Regions from separate parts of the Mus musculus genome. Here region 1 is linked to region 2. The links are chromatin contacts, called in public Hi-C maps. All regions are on one chromosome and are shown on one strand. Each heading gives the region's core, a stretch centred on a gene start, on an enhancer-like site or on the middle of the called end of the contact. The rest is flanking DNA. Distances are from core to core; before and after follow the strand shown.

Region 1 (6,103 bases), core at 785-3,284, 130 kb before region 2:
AATGGTAAAATATATTAAATTAATATATTTAATTGTTTAAACCATTTAACCATTTCTCTGTCATCTTAGAACAGGACTAATACATGGGGTTAAATGGGATTCTGAAGTCATCATTGAAGTATTAAAGCAAGGCACTGGTCACATCTTAAAGGATGCGTTTGGATCACTGCACTATGCTCAGGCAGGAAAATCACATAAGAATGGTAATTATCACAGAATTTAGGTACAGAATAATTACAACAGTTGTACTTTATACCAGGTGAGAGTTTATTGTTTAAATATTTTTGGAATAAGTGTTTGACTCAGCTTTTTTGCCAAGGAGCAAGCAAAGGGAAAGATACATGAGAAGTAGCAATGCACAGCATAGATATTTTAGGGCTGATTCATAGTGAGTCAGGGAATCAGTGCCAAGGACCTGAACATATTGGGAAGTGTTCCACCATTGAGTTGCCCACTAGCTTCTCTTTATGAAGCTTTAAGATCTTTGTCCTTGGGAGATCCAGCAGGCTACATTTCATTCCAAGAAGAGCCCCATGCGTGGTTAGAGTTGGTGTCATGCTATCATTTTTATTATTATGGTTTTTGAATCTCAAAATGTACAGCTCCCCAGAAAATCCTATTGCTTTCCCCTTAGAAACATTACATCCATTCTATTCCTTGTGTGTCCAGAAGAGTAAAAGGTTCTCTAAGTCCAAAGAAGCCAAATGTCTGGTGGATGTGGCAGACCTGAGGAAAGCCTTGCCATCGTTTGTTCATGGTGACTTGGTACCATAAAGCCCGTCCTTCAGCCCAGTGGGGAGTACCCATCAGGGCCTATTGTGTTTATCACAATAGCCATGAGCCTTGAAAGCTGGCAGTCCACATGCCCATGAGTTTGTAAACTCAAGATTGCTTCCATTATAACACTACCGTGCTCTGGCAGCCCAGACTCTTAAGACTGGCCCACAGCCGTTGCTAGGCATCGGAATCTCATCGCCTATTTAAAGCATTTCAGTATCCTAGAAGACCATCACAGAGAGTTACTTTGTAGGAGTCTCTCTTTTCTGCCATCAAATTGATTTGTGAATATACTAAATATTGGGTGCAAACAAATTGCAGAAAGGCCAAGGATGCTTTCCCTCTTTCACAGTAATCTGTACACTGGGTCCTTTACATCAGCCTCCGTAGTACAATCTGTGGTTGTGACAGATCTCGGTCACCTTTCTCAGGGAAGGTGCTGGGACGTGATTGGCCTAACAGGTGCTTTTCCATATTAAGGAATGTTTCTCAAGACATTTGAGTCTGTGCATCAGGAATCCAGAATGCTTTCCAACTCTGCCTCAGCAGGAAGACAATGAGTACAATCCTCTGAATCTAAATGTTACCAGCTCCATTTAACAGCTAAACCCTACCACATCTCATCAGTGTGCTTATGCATGTGTGAGAAATGATTTTATCTTCTTTTGGGGATAAGCATGTAGACTCAGGATCATCATGGGGAAAAACTAGCTAGCTCAGTGTTTCCTTGTTGACTAAAGGAAGACCAGCCAGGGATCCAACCCACGTCTTGGAATTCATTACTGTTTTCACCTTGGGCTGACTCTTCAATTCAGTAATAACACTTTCTGATATCTGTAGCATTTAATAATAGGCCCATTCAAAACTTACAAGATAGTTTTCATTTGAGATTCTAATCAGTTCAAGATTGAGAAGCAAATTATACACCGTTTTACCATTTCTGGGCATATTTCTATGTCATAGCAGCCCAGCAAATTGAAGGAGCAAAATCCAGAGATTTGGAAGCCTAAGTCTGGAGCCTAAGAGAAACTGTTGTGGAGCAAGAAGACTTAAGACTCCTTCTAAAATCAGGGCATTTTCCATCCTGTCAAGATAACTAGATTTTTTAAAAAGGGTTACTTATTATCTATACAGTGTTCTGCCTGCGTGTATGCCTGCATACCAGAAGAGGGCACCAGATCTCATTAGAGAGGTTATGAGCCACTATGTGGTTGTTGGGAATTGAATTCAGGACCTTTAGAAGAGCAGCCAGTGCTCTTAACCTCTGTGCCCTCTCTCCAGCCCAATCTGGGCGGTTTGAACTGTATTGCCCTTGACCCAATGCCATTTCGCTTTGTTTTTTCCTTATTCAATGAGGAACATTGTAAAAGGCTTTAGGGCTCATAAATGTGAAGATGATGGCAACATTTCCTCAGAAAAATCTCTGATACTGTTTGAAATACTCTTGTGAATTTAATATATTGATAAATGTTTTCCCAACAGTATTAAAAATAATAGCTTTTTCTGCGACCATTCTGTACGTGGCAGAGAGAGTATTGTCTGGGAGCATGAGAATATGTTAATTGCAGGAGAACTAAGTGTGGCCGAGGTGAGTCTTCTTGCAGTTTTATGCTCCACAGTCCTTCCTTAGACGAGAAAGTTTAAAGTAAGAAAGGTTTGATTCTCAAAGTGTAATATAAAAATTTTAAAAATACAATTTTAATTGAACTATGATTGTGTCGCTTCTCCTATTTTCTTTCTTCACTTGAGCCCCATCTCAGCCACTTAAAAAACACTATTACACCCAGAGTTATTCAAGGAATTGATTATATAAGAAAGCATGTATTGTTTAAAAGTTTATCACCCTTGCACTCCAAATTTTACATATTTGCATATGTAATTTTAAATTAGCATGTTGGGATGACAAGTCGAGTCTGCTCCTGTCCTGCTCAATCTCTGCATATATTAGTGTATTAAAAATAGATTTTCTGTTTGGGCCTGAAAACCCCTGGAATCTCAGTCTCTTGTCCCTGGGCCATCATCTAACACTCTTTTGCTTCTTCCACTATCTTTCTTCTGTTCTGTAACTGACTCAGGACATTTTACAATGAGGGCACTCCTTTCCAGACCTTTCACAATGGGGACATTCTTTTGTTAATGTGCTGCCTAGCACCGGGGTTTGGCCTGTGCACCTGAGCAAATACCGTCTGAGGGTTTCAGCTTTATAAATCCTCCATTTCCCAAGAGTAAACGAGACTTGAACAGAATTTTTGTCTTGCCTCCTTCCTCAGCGTCTTCTGATCCCAAAATTTGTCATTGTAGCTCCCTTCCCACGAGAAACCTGTTGTTTAAGTCCTGCAGGTTGGGGCAATTTTCTAAAGATCTTAGCATGTGGTGTATTCCCACGGTATTCATAGCATACCACATAGTACTATATTTTTTGTGTGTATGTGTGTGTTGCCTGCCTTTATGCATATGTGCTTGCCTGATGTTCATGGGGCTCAGAAGGACACATTGTGGGTCCTGGAACTGCCATTATCTGTGGTTGTGAACCAACATGTGTGTGCTGGGATGGAATCTCTACCCTGACCCTCTGTGTGAACAACACGGAGGCCTTAACTGCTGAGCCATCTCATCTCTACTACTCCTCACACTGTACTTTTTCGAAACATGCATTTTGATTCATATTTACCACCACTGGATTGCAGTAAGTGAATATGAATACCTTCTATAGCCGTCAACGAAAACGTGATTTGTATCAGTCCAACCAGATACACTATTCAATCATTTTATGATTTCTTTTTCCTAAGGAATTTAAATAATTTTCGCTTTTGTACCTTAAAACTCTTCCATTTTGGCCACTGCAGCCATACTGTGTTACTAAGACATTTACTTACATGGTGATTGCTTCTTTCTCTGACATATGGTAGTGGTAGAGTTTCTAAATATATAACTAGAAATTAGTGTTTTTTTAACAGTTTGAGGGATTGAATGCAAGGTTCCATGCTTGTGAGGAAGGTACTCCATTCAACTGCTACACTTCCAAGTCTGCCTTTCCTTTTGTCTTTGTTAATCAGCACAGTGATATGGCAAAGGGTTTTCGTGTTGTAAAATCACTATGTCTTCAGACATCTGCTTTATAAAAGGAAGGCTGGAGGGAAGAGGTAGTGCGGATTACTGGTCAGCATTGGTGGGGTCATTCTGCTCTGTGGTTCCATATAGACTGATGAGCATGGAAAGGCAGCCTTAAGGGGTCATACTTCAAACCTGCAGTCACGTCTATCACATAAGAGGTTATACTTCAAACCTGAAGTCAACTCTATCACATAAGAGGTTATACTTCAAACCCGCAGTCAACTCTATCACAGGATTTCTACCATGAGCAACAACACTAGAATGAAATACTATGAGTGAATGAAAATCGCCCTCTTCTTTTGAGGAAAAGAAGATGAAACCCTTTTATCCATGCCTCCTTTAAATTCTCTTTTTGTTGTGTGTGATTGCTTTCTGTGTTACTAAGTATTGAACTTGAAGCTACAACAAGAGGATGCTTAATCATTGATCCCCAATCCTAACTCATCTTTTATCTTATTCTTTCTCATCGGTAATGCCATTAGGGTCACAGTTTTATAGTAAATGAAAAACAAATTAAAAAGTGGCATATATACACATATCGCAAGCACATATCTTCATATGTGTATATAATTTCACATCAGAAAATTCATCCCTCGCAGCCACCTTCTCCAACCTCACAGCCCCTGTCTTCTCTATATGAGCAAGTACAGAGTGGACTCTTCTCTCATGGCTGTGATCTTACCAGTGGTTATTTCCAAGGGGGGACAAAGAAAGCAAGCGAGTTTCTACTCTGTTTGCATTGCAGGTAAGAATGAGAATTACAGTCGTACTTACAAGAGCTCATCATCACCTAACCCGAGAAGAGCAGGGAGGGTGAGAAGCACTGATTTCACCTCCTCTCTTTGCTCTGATGCCTTGCAAGTTGTTGTGATTAACATCACTCTTAACAGTTTCCCACCATTTTGAGAGAAATTGAAAAGTGCAGTGTTCATTGCCTCTGGTTGTCTGACGGGTCGTTTCATCCTTAACTGCAAGATGCAACTAAAGGTTCAGAAAAGCCTTTTTACCGGGTGTGGTGGCACATGCCTTTAATCCCAGCACTCAGAAGGCAGAGGCAGGGAGATTTCTGAGTTCGAGGCCAGCCTGGTCTACAAAGTGAGTTCCAGGACAGCCAGGGCTATACAGAGAAACCCTGTCTCAGAAAACCAAAAATAAATAAAAAATTAAAATACAAAATACAAAAAAGGGAAAAGCCTTGTTTCATAACAAAATATTTATATACTGTCTTCCAATTGTCACTAGTATTGGCATTCCAGTAATTCCAATTACTTTCGTTGTTAATGGAGATAGGTACTGATTCTGGTAATGCCAGTATTTTCAATCAGTCTGATACTTTAGCTAGGAACATGGCCATTGTAAATTGCCACTTCATTTTAGATATCAAACATTGATAATTTCTTACATTCTTTTATTCAGTAAATTCAAAGAAGGTGATGATTTCTTTCTTTTTTTTAAAGATTTATTTAGTTTATGTGAACACAGTCCCCCCTTCAGACACCCCAAATCCCATTACAGATGGTTGTGAGCCACCATGTAGTTGCTGGGAATTGAACTCAGGACCTCTGGAAGAGCAGTCAGTGCTCTTAACTGCTGAGCCATCTCTCCAGCCTGACAACTTAATATATTCCTTGTTAGTAATATAGTCATTATTTACCCAAGGAGCTTTTTCAGGTATATTTTATTAATATCATTTAATAAAATAGTTTTTCTTTAGTCACAGAAAATCATCCTGAAGACATCTCTCTGCCAGGTTAAGATTTCAGAGTTTTTAAAAATGAATGCTAACTGGTCATTTGAACTGGGGAAAGGAAGCTAAGTGTCCATTGCTAGTTATACTCTGAATTCGATTCAATTCAACTTAAAACATGATTCACTTAAAACGTTTGATTACACTAATGTGGGGAATAGCAGAATGGACTCCAGTTGAGCTGAGGTCTGAACCCCAATGGTCATAATTCACCTACATGACACGGTAGGTGTTCCCTCATGCTCCTGGAACTCCAGCCCCTGCCTAAGGTACCACCTCCCACAAGAGAAGCATGGTCAGTAGTCACATAAGCAATGGCCCAAGTTTCTGACCTTCAGGCTAAACTCCTCCCCAGTTACCTAGCAACAGTGAAGACCATAAAAAGGGGTGATCAGCCCGCACCTTGCTCTCTTATTCCTTTGTCCTCTCACCTCTCTTCTCTCAGTTCTCTCTCCTCTTCCCTTT
Region 2 (6,595 bases), core at 1,622-4,121:
GGTTTTCAAAGATCACACTTGTGTGCCAGGCATGCCTCTGGCTACCTCTACCCCCTGAAGCCCCACCCTTCAGGTCAGGAGCCATGGCGTCCCAGCCAGCTCTCACGGTACCCCCTCTCAAGGTTAGGAGTGACAAAGGGACAGTCTCACGCCACAGACGACAGACCAGACACAGAAGGCCAGCACAGACTAACAAATGTCATCGGCATGCACACATTCTAAGAAAGCCCTGTGTGCTGGGCCAGCATGCTGCCGCTGGCCTGACCACGTTGTTTGGCCATGTGGCTGACTCTTTACAACAGGACACTGGGATCTCAGCTATCATAGCTGCCTGACGGTTGCTGGGAAGACTTCAGAGGGCAGCACCCTGAGGCAGGGTGAGGGAAACTAGGCTGGCAGCCTGGCAGCTTCCCAGACACCCTGTCAGGTCCACTGGGCGCCAGGCTGACCAATGCTGGCCACCACCTGGGAGACCGCCAGCCTGAGAGCCAGAGATGCCCAGGATCTCTGCTTTGGCACCAATTAGCTTAGCCTCCCAGGGGCAGGGGAGGAATGGCTGCTGCCTTACCCAGCTGAGGGTCACCAGGGCCAGACTGTCCAGTTCCAGGTTGTGGGAGGCAGAGAAGGTACCTGTGTGGGCCCAGAGACCCAGCCAGCCAGCCAGCCGGGCTTGGCATGGAAAGAGGGCAGAGCTAGCCTCTGTAAGTTGCCCAGACTGCCATATGGGCCCGCCTCTGCCTGCCTACCTCTCTAGTCAAGTGCCACGTGTGTTAGGAGTACCGTGGGCACCCCACGTGCAGCCCAGGGACAAGTCCTCTCCTCACCTCCCTCCCCAGCTTCCGCTCTGCTCTGAGGCACCTGTGTGTTTCATCTTCCATTCTCTGCCGCGGCCTCGGGTCAGCTTTGTAGACGCTGAAAGGAAGCTGTGGGGGTGCGGCTGACCACACAGCAAGATGGCAGCGGGGCCTAGATTCCAGCTTTTCTCCACTGCTGCCCCCCAATTGTCCCCATCTGAACCCTGGCTGAAAGTAGATCTGATCAGGCCCCTTTCAGCAACCCAGAATCCAGATGGGCCCCAAGCCAGGAAGAGAACTCAGTCTGAGAAGCCATGGAAGAGCTACTCCCAAAGCCCTGGACCACAGGCCTTTCAGCACAAGGGTGAAGGTTGCCCTAGTCAGTAGACTCTTGTACTTTTGACACCCTACCTGTTGAAGGTGAGAGAAAGCCCCCTTCCTCTCTTTCATAAAAATTTGAGTTCTAACATCTGGAAGTGCTTCTCCAAGTCTGACTGAAAGCCACCCTGCTGTGAGAATCAATTGCAGCACACGCAGGCATCCCTTTTTCGCTCTCTTGCTGCTCCCACAGTGGAAGCTGTTGCCACCTGTCCTCTGGGCCTCAGAAACGTGATCTGGGTCATCCAGCCAGGTCCCTATCCTGGACCAGGACTAAGGAATCTGGGACAGTCATACCTGCTCCCTGACTCCCATGTCTTGGCAACAGATCCAGAACTAGGGAAGGAGCTGGACCAGTGAGACCTTTCTGGACAGAGAATAGCAAGGGATCCTAAGAAGAAACCCCATCCTGTGTAGGTGGAGGCCTGCAGCCCTCAGACGGGTCCCAGGGTGGATCTGGATACTGCCCATCTCTCTCTATGCCACTACTGACTTTTCTCCATCATGGGGATTCTATTTTGCTCCTGCCGTGATGCCCAATGATATACATGTCACCACACATGGCCCTGGAGGCAATTCCCTGTCCCATCGCTCTACCTCTAACGACTCCCTGGCCTGATTCAACTTTCTCTACCCCAGGCACATGTCCTGACAGGTCACCCTCATCCCCTGCCTAGCAAGCATATTTGTAGGGTAGGGTATTCAGTACAGACCCCAGGCAAGTAAGGCAGGCAGGAAGGATAAAGGCCCAGTAAGGCTCTGTGGATACCACTCATTTAAACGCTGTCCATGGGAAATGTGTCCATTCCCTGCCTCCCCAGCGCCTGCGCCTGCTGTTCACCTGCCCTAGCAGCTTCTGTCAGGGTGGTTGCCTCCTGTTGGCCTGGCCCTCCAAGGGGACCTGCTGGGATCTACCACCACCATCTGACTTCTGCATCCCAGCGCAGCCTCAGCCCCGCTCTCTACATGACTTCCCAAACCATCCTCTGCCCGAAGAACTTCCCAGTCTCTATCCTCACATAAATCCAAGGTCATATTGCTCCCCACAGAATTACAGGACCACTGGGGACTGACCCCAGCCTTCCAGACCTCAGCCACACTAGCCAAGAACCTTAGCTCTCTGTAGCTCTCCCTAAACCTGGGAGCAGCCACCACTCCCACTGCAGCCTCCAAGCCAGTGTAGCCCCTACATCATTTCATCCTCAGCTCCAAGAGCGGAGTCACAACCCTATCCCCAGGTCCCAGGGATAGTGGAACAAGAAAGACATTCATTACCAACTGCCTGCCTAGCATCCCCCCTACTGGCACCTCCAGTAGTGTCCAAAAGAGGTGGACCCAACAAATTAGGAAGACCCTGAGGGGACATCCCTGCAGCTGGCCACACACGCAGCTTCTGATCTTGCTCTCCACAGAGATTCCTGACCCTACCTAATTCGGAGCTGAGCTACGTGCTAGGCAGTGGGTAGGCAGTAACCTGTACTTGTTCAGAGAACGATAGATTTTTCAGGGCCTGTGTGTTTGAGGAACACGAGGGGACAGTATGCAGAGAGTGCATGGAGCCCACCACCCACCCACTGAGCAAGGGCCCTTACTGCATCGTGATGCCTCCCGTCAGCCCACGAGCAGGTGCTATTATAGGACTGTGCCTGTCGGGGTCCCCTTGGATCTGATGGGCTAATTCACACCCCAGTATGAATGACTCATAGGGTGTCCACCCACAGGGTATAAAACAGCCAGGAGTGGGCACAGTGCACTCCAGTGGGGGATCTTAGGCTCTGGGCAGGGGTGGGACTGAAGCTTCTGCAGTTGAGGGGTTCTCAACTGGGCCTTTAGAACCCCTCACGAGCCAGCCTCTATCTGCACCCCAGAAATCAACTCCCCTGATCCATCTCCATCCCAGGTCCCAGCCTGTTTAGTCACACATCCTCCATCAAGTGTGCCCATTTCCCAGAGCCATCTACCGACTTCTCATTCCACATCAAGATGGCTGCTGCTGCCTCCAGAAGACCTACCCAGATGCGCAAGCTTTGTCTTTTCTTCCCATGAGGGCCTGACCACTATGCCAAGCCTTGGGGCTATTCCACCCTGCTGCTGAGTTGGCACCCTTCCTGTGCTGTTTCTAAGACTCTAGTCCTGGCCTGGCTTTCTGAGATCCAAACACCTGGAGTCTGGTGCCTTTGACTATAAAGATGCGGCCATCCGAGCCCTTTTTTGCACCTCAGATCTGTGCGGGGCCTTTGGGACTTCTCCTGTTCCCCCCGTCCAGACGCCAGTCTCTTCTTCTCTCCTAATTGGTGCCAGACACTGCACTGGGGCTTCTGGTCTCAGGCTGTCCCCCTCTATGCCTAGTGGCTCCTCTCAGGTTACCCAGGCAGGGCACATAGGTCATGGATGTCCGTGGGACAGAGTGGGGAACCTGAAGACAGTGGACAATGGCTTCACAGTCTGGCAAAAATGACCTGCCCTGGAGAACAGGGTCCTACTGACTGCACCTGGCTCAGAAAGGTGCTTGATGCCCAACCTGAGCCCCCTTCTCTCTCCTAGGTTCTTGTCTACGGCTCCTACAGACACATCCACTGGCCTGTCACCTTCCTGCCAGTCAAGAGGCTACTGTCCAGATGCCACAGCCCTCAAACCCTATAGTTTTGATGACATCTGGGCACTGGGCACTTCTGGTATTCCCCTGGGTCCAGATGACCATACCCCATGGCCACCCTAGCCAACCTAACCTCATCTACAATACATCTTTCCAGACTTCCATGTGTAAGCCTTCCTCTCCTACTTGTCCTATCATGTCCATATGGTCACTGTGGCTTAACTCCAAACTTATGCCATGAAGAAGGGAGCTAATGCCCATAGGGGGCCTGCAAATCTTCCCAGAGCCAGTCCCCTCCCACAATACCTATACCTATCACCAAAACATTGAAAAAAACAAGGCCAATAGCATCTGTAGTCAGTGTTTACCACCAGTGACATCCCCACCCCAGCATACTCCACCACCTCTACCACTGCTTTCATGTTATCAAAACCACCTCTATGATTACCACTATATCACCACTACTGTGTCCTCATCCCTCCCCCCATGGCTACCACTACCATCACTGCCATCTCCATAGCCCTTGTCACATCACCATAGCCACCATGGCATCACTACCACCTCCACAACCACCACTGCATCACCTATATGCCTCCCCCTTCACCCCCCCCCATATGGTCACCACATCTCTGATCCCACCTCCATACCCACCACCTCATCACCAACACCATCCCACCTCCATAACCACTGTCACGTCATGATACCACCTCCATAGTCACTGCTGATAGTCCTTTCATGGCCACTACCATGTTCTGAGACATGCCTCCCTCTGTAGCCACCATCATATAACAGCTGTCACCTCCATGGCCAGCCCCACATTGCCAGCATGCCTCTTACATCAAGTCCATCACTCTGCCATCATTAGCATCACATCATCAGGACCTTCAGTCAACCCATGATGACCAATGCCATCGCTAACAGAAGCATTGCTGCTATTATTATCTTGTTATCGACACATCCCTCCACAGCGCCATCACTCCCATCCACAACAACTATCATGATTGATGGGGCATCACTCACCACCAGCAGCAGCCTCAGATTCGCCAGTAGCAGTATTGCAGATCACAGAGCCATAACCACCACCACCCAGCCACCAGCGCCTCTCACGCCACCCCATTCTCCACTGCTCCTACTCAGTGCACTAGCTCCCTCTCAACACAGACATTACCCAGCCTTCCTCCTCCCTCATCACCGCAACCTCAGGCCAGCACTGGCATCACCTATACCAGCACAGACATCATCACCATGTCCACAAGTGCGGTCCGCAGCATGCATCACCAATGCTGGGACCATCTGCACCAGCCAAAGCTCCACAGCGTGGTAGCACTGCCTTGTCCAGCATGCTCTCCTTCATAGGCACCGATGACCCCCTGCTTGCCGTAAGCATGTTACTGCCCTGCCAGCAACATCAGCCTGTCTTGAGGATGGAGATTGTCCCCAAAATCAACAGTCTTCTTCAGCTTGATACACCCAGCACAGTGCTGATGCATGCTCCTCCCTCTGGAGCCTCAGTGTGCTCCCTGACAGGCCAGGGCAGTAAGAGCAGAGACAGACAGACAGACAGACAGACAGACAGACAGCCTTCATGATTGCCTTTGCCACTACCACCTTCCTTGATGCACCTCACTGTTCCTCTGATCCAGCAGACCTGGTCACCTCCATCATTCTGACACTTCCAGGCAAGGGCCAGGAGCAGGCTCCTACACCACTCAATCCTCCCAGCTAACTGTAAAGTGCTTCCAGTGTGTCTTCCTTTCTGTGTGTCCTGTAATCTGAGAACAGGACCCACACCAATTCTACTTCTCCTAAGTCATGTCTGAGGCCAGAGAGCCTACCTAGTCTCCACATCTAAAAAGAGGTATGGTGATTATAAAACACACACACACACACACACACACACACACACACCACAACCACCACCACCACCACCACCACCACCACCACCACCACCACCACCAGCCAGGCCTGGGCAGCCACATCCCCGCCCCGTATGTTCTCTGCCCCATTCCCTACCTCCCTCTCTTTGGACCTCTCCTTTCATCTCCACCAACTCCAATTGCACTCTGCTGGGCTTCTGTGCACCCTGTGCTGTGGCCTTGGACTCCCACACCTCCCTGCCATGGTGCACTCCAGCCAACCAGCATGCCCCACTGGCCTATGGGATAGCACTGTGTCTATGAGGCTTCTGACATCATCAACCAGGACAATAGCCCATTTCATAGGTGGAGAAAACAAGGCTCAACATGACAGAAGCTTGCCCATGTAATCAGGTAGTCAGGCAAAGGCCTCTGGACAGGTACAGGCCAGGGTTCATTTGCAGTGGGCATTAGGAGCCCACATGCCCCACTGGCTCAGCCTTGGGAGTGGATGAGAATGTTGCAGACAAAAGCCCAGCACTCTGGGACAAGGTGGGAACCTGTAGGACAAGTGGATCCCTGGAGTGGCAAAGGATGATGGGAAAGTCCTTCAATCCCACCCCCTAACTCAAATCCTCCATCCACTCTGAAGCTCCTCTCTGTCATGCATCAAAGAAAGCAACTGTGGGCAGAGTATCAAGGTAAGGCTTCTTGTAGAACAAAACAAAACAAAACAAAACAAAACAAAACAAAACAAAACAAAAAGCTCACTCTTGTAATCCCAGCTGAGGCAGAAGAAGTGCCATGAGTTCCAGGCCACCTGAGTTAGTGAATGTGATCCTGTCTCCATGAGGAAGGAAAGAAAAGAGAGGAGACAAAGGAATGTGAGGGCGGTAAGGAAGAAGGCAAGTCAGGCAGGGGCAGCTTGGTGGGGACAGCGCCACCTCACTAGCCTGAGGAACCTACAGAGT

The links. Hi-C and Micro-C count contacts between places; a contact is called where the count stands out from the background.
Region 1: a Hi-C map of cortical neurons shows a contact between it and region 2, with 2.1 times the contacts expected there. The contact joins two enhancer-like sites. A contact is called at or near these places in 1 of 39 promoter capture datasets (cranial neural crest), 1 of 484 Hi-C or Micro-C datasets (cortical neurons) and 6 of 115 datasets of contacts at active chromatin or transcription factors (acute myeloid leukemia, embryonic stem cells and pancreatic cancer cells).

Annotation. Positions count from the first base shown.
Region 1 is chr15:74,688,337-74,694,439 of GRCm38.p6, reverse strand. All of the region lies in intron 3 of Gm32994 (a long non-coding RNA gene), which reads right to left. Among named protein-coding and RNA genes, the nearest start is that of 4933427E11Rik, 18 kb to the left of the region's middle. Within about 2 kb of position 2,034, at least 7 of the 459 cell types and tissues checked have an H3K27ac peak or open chromatin away from gene starts, as enhancers often do. A contact at or near this core is called in cortical neurons, where this site is marked.
Region 2 is chr15:74,555,312-74,561,906 of GRCm38.p6, reverse strand. All of the region lies in intron 17 of Adgrb1 (adhesion G protein-coupled receptor B1), which reads right to left. Among named protein-coding and RNA genes, the nearest start is that of Adgrb1, 42 kb to the right of the region's middle. Within about 2 kb of position 2,871, at least 5 of the 459 cell types and tissues checked have an H3K27ac peak or open chromatin away from gene starts, as enhancers often do. A contact at or near this core is called in cortical neurons, where this site is marked.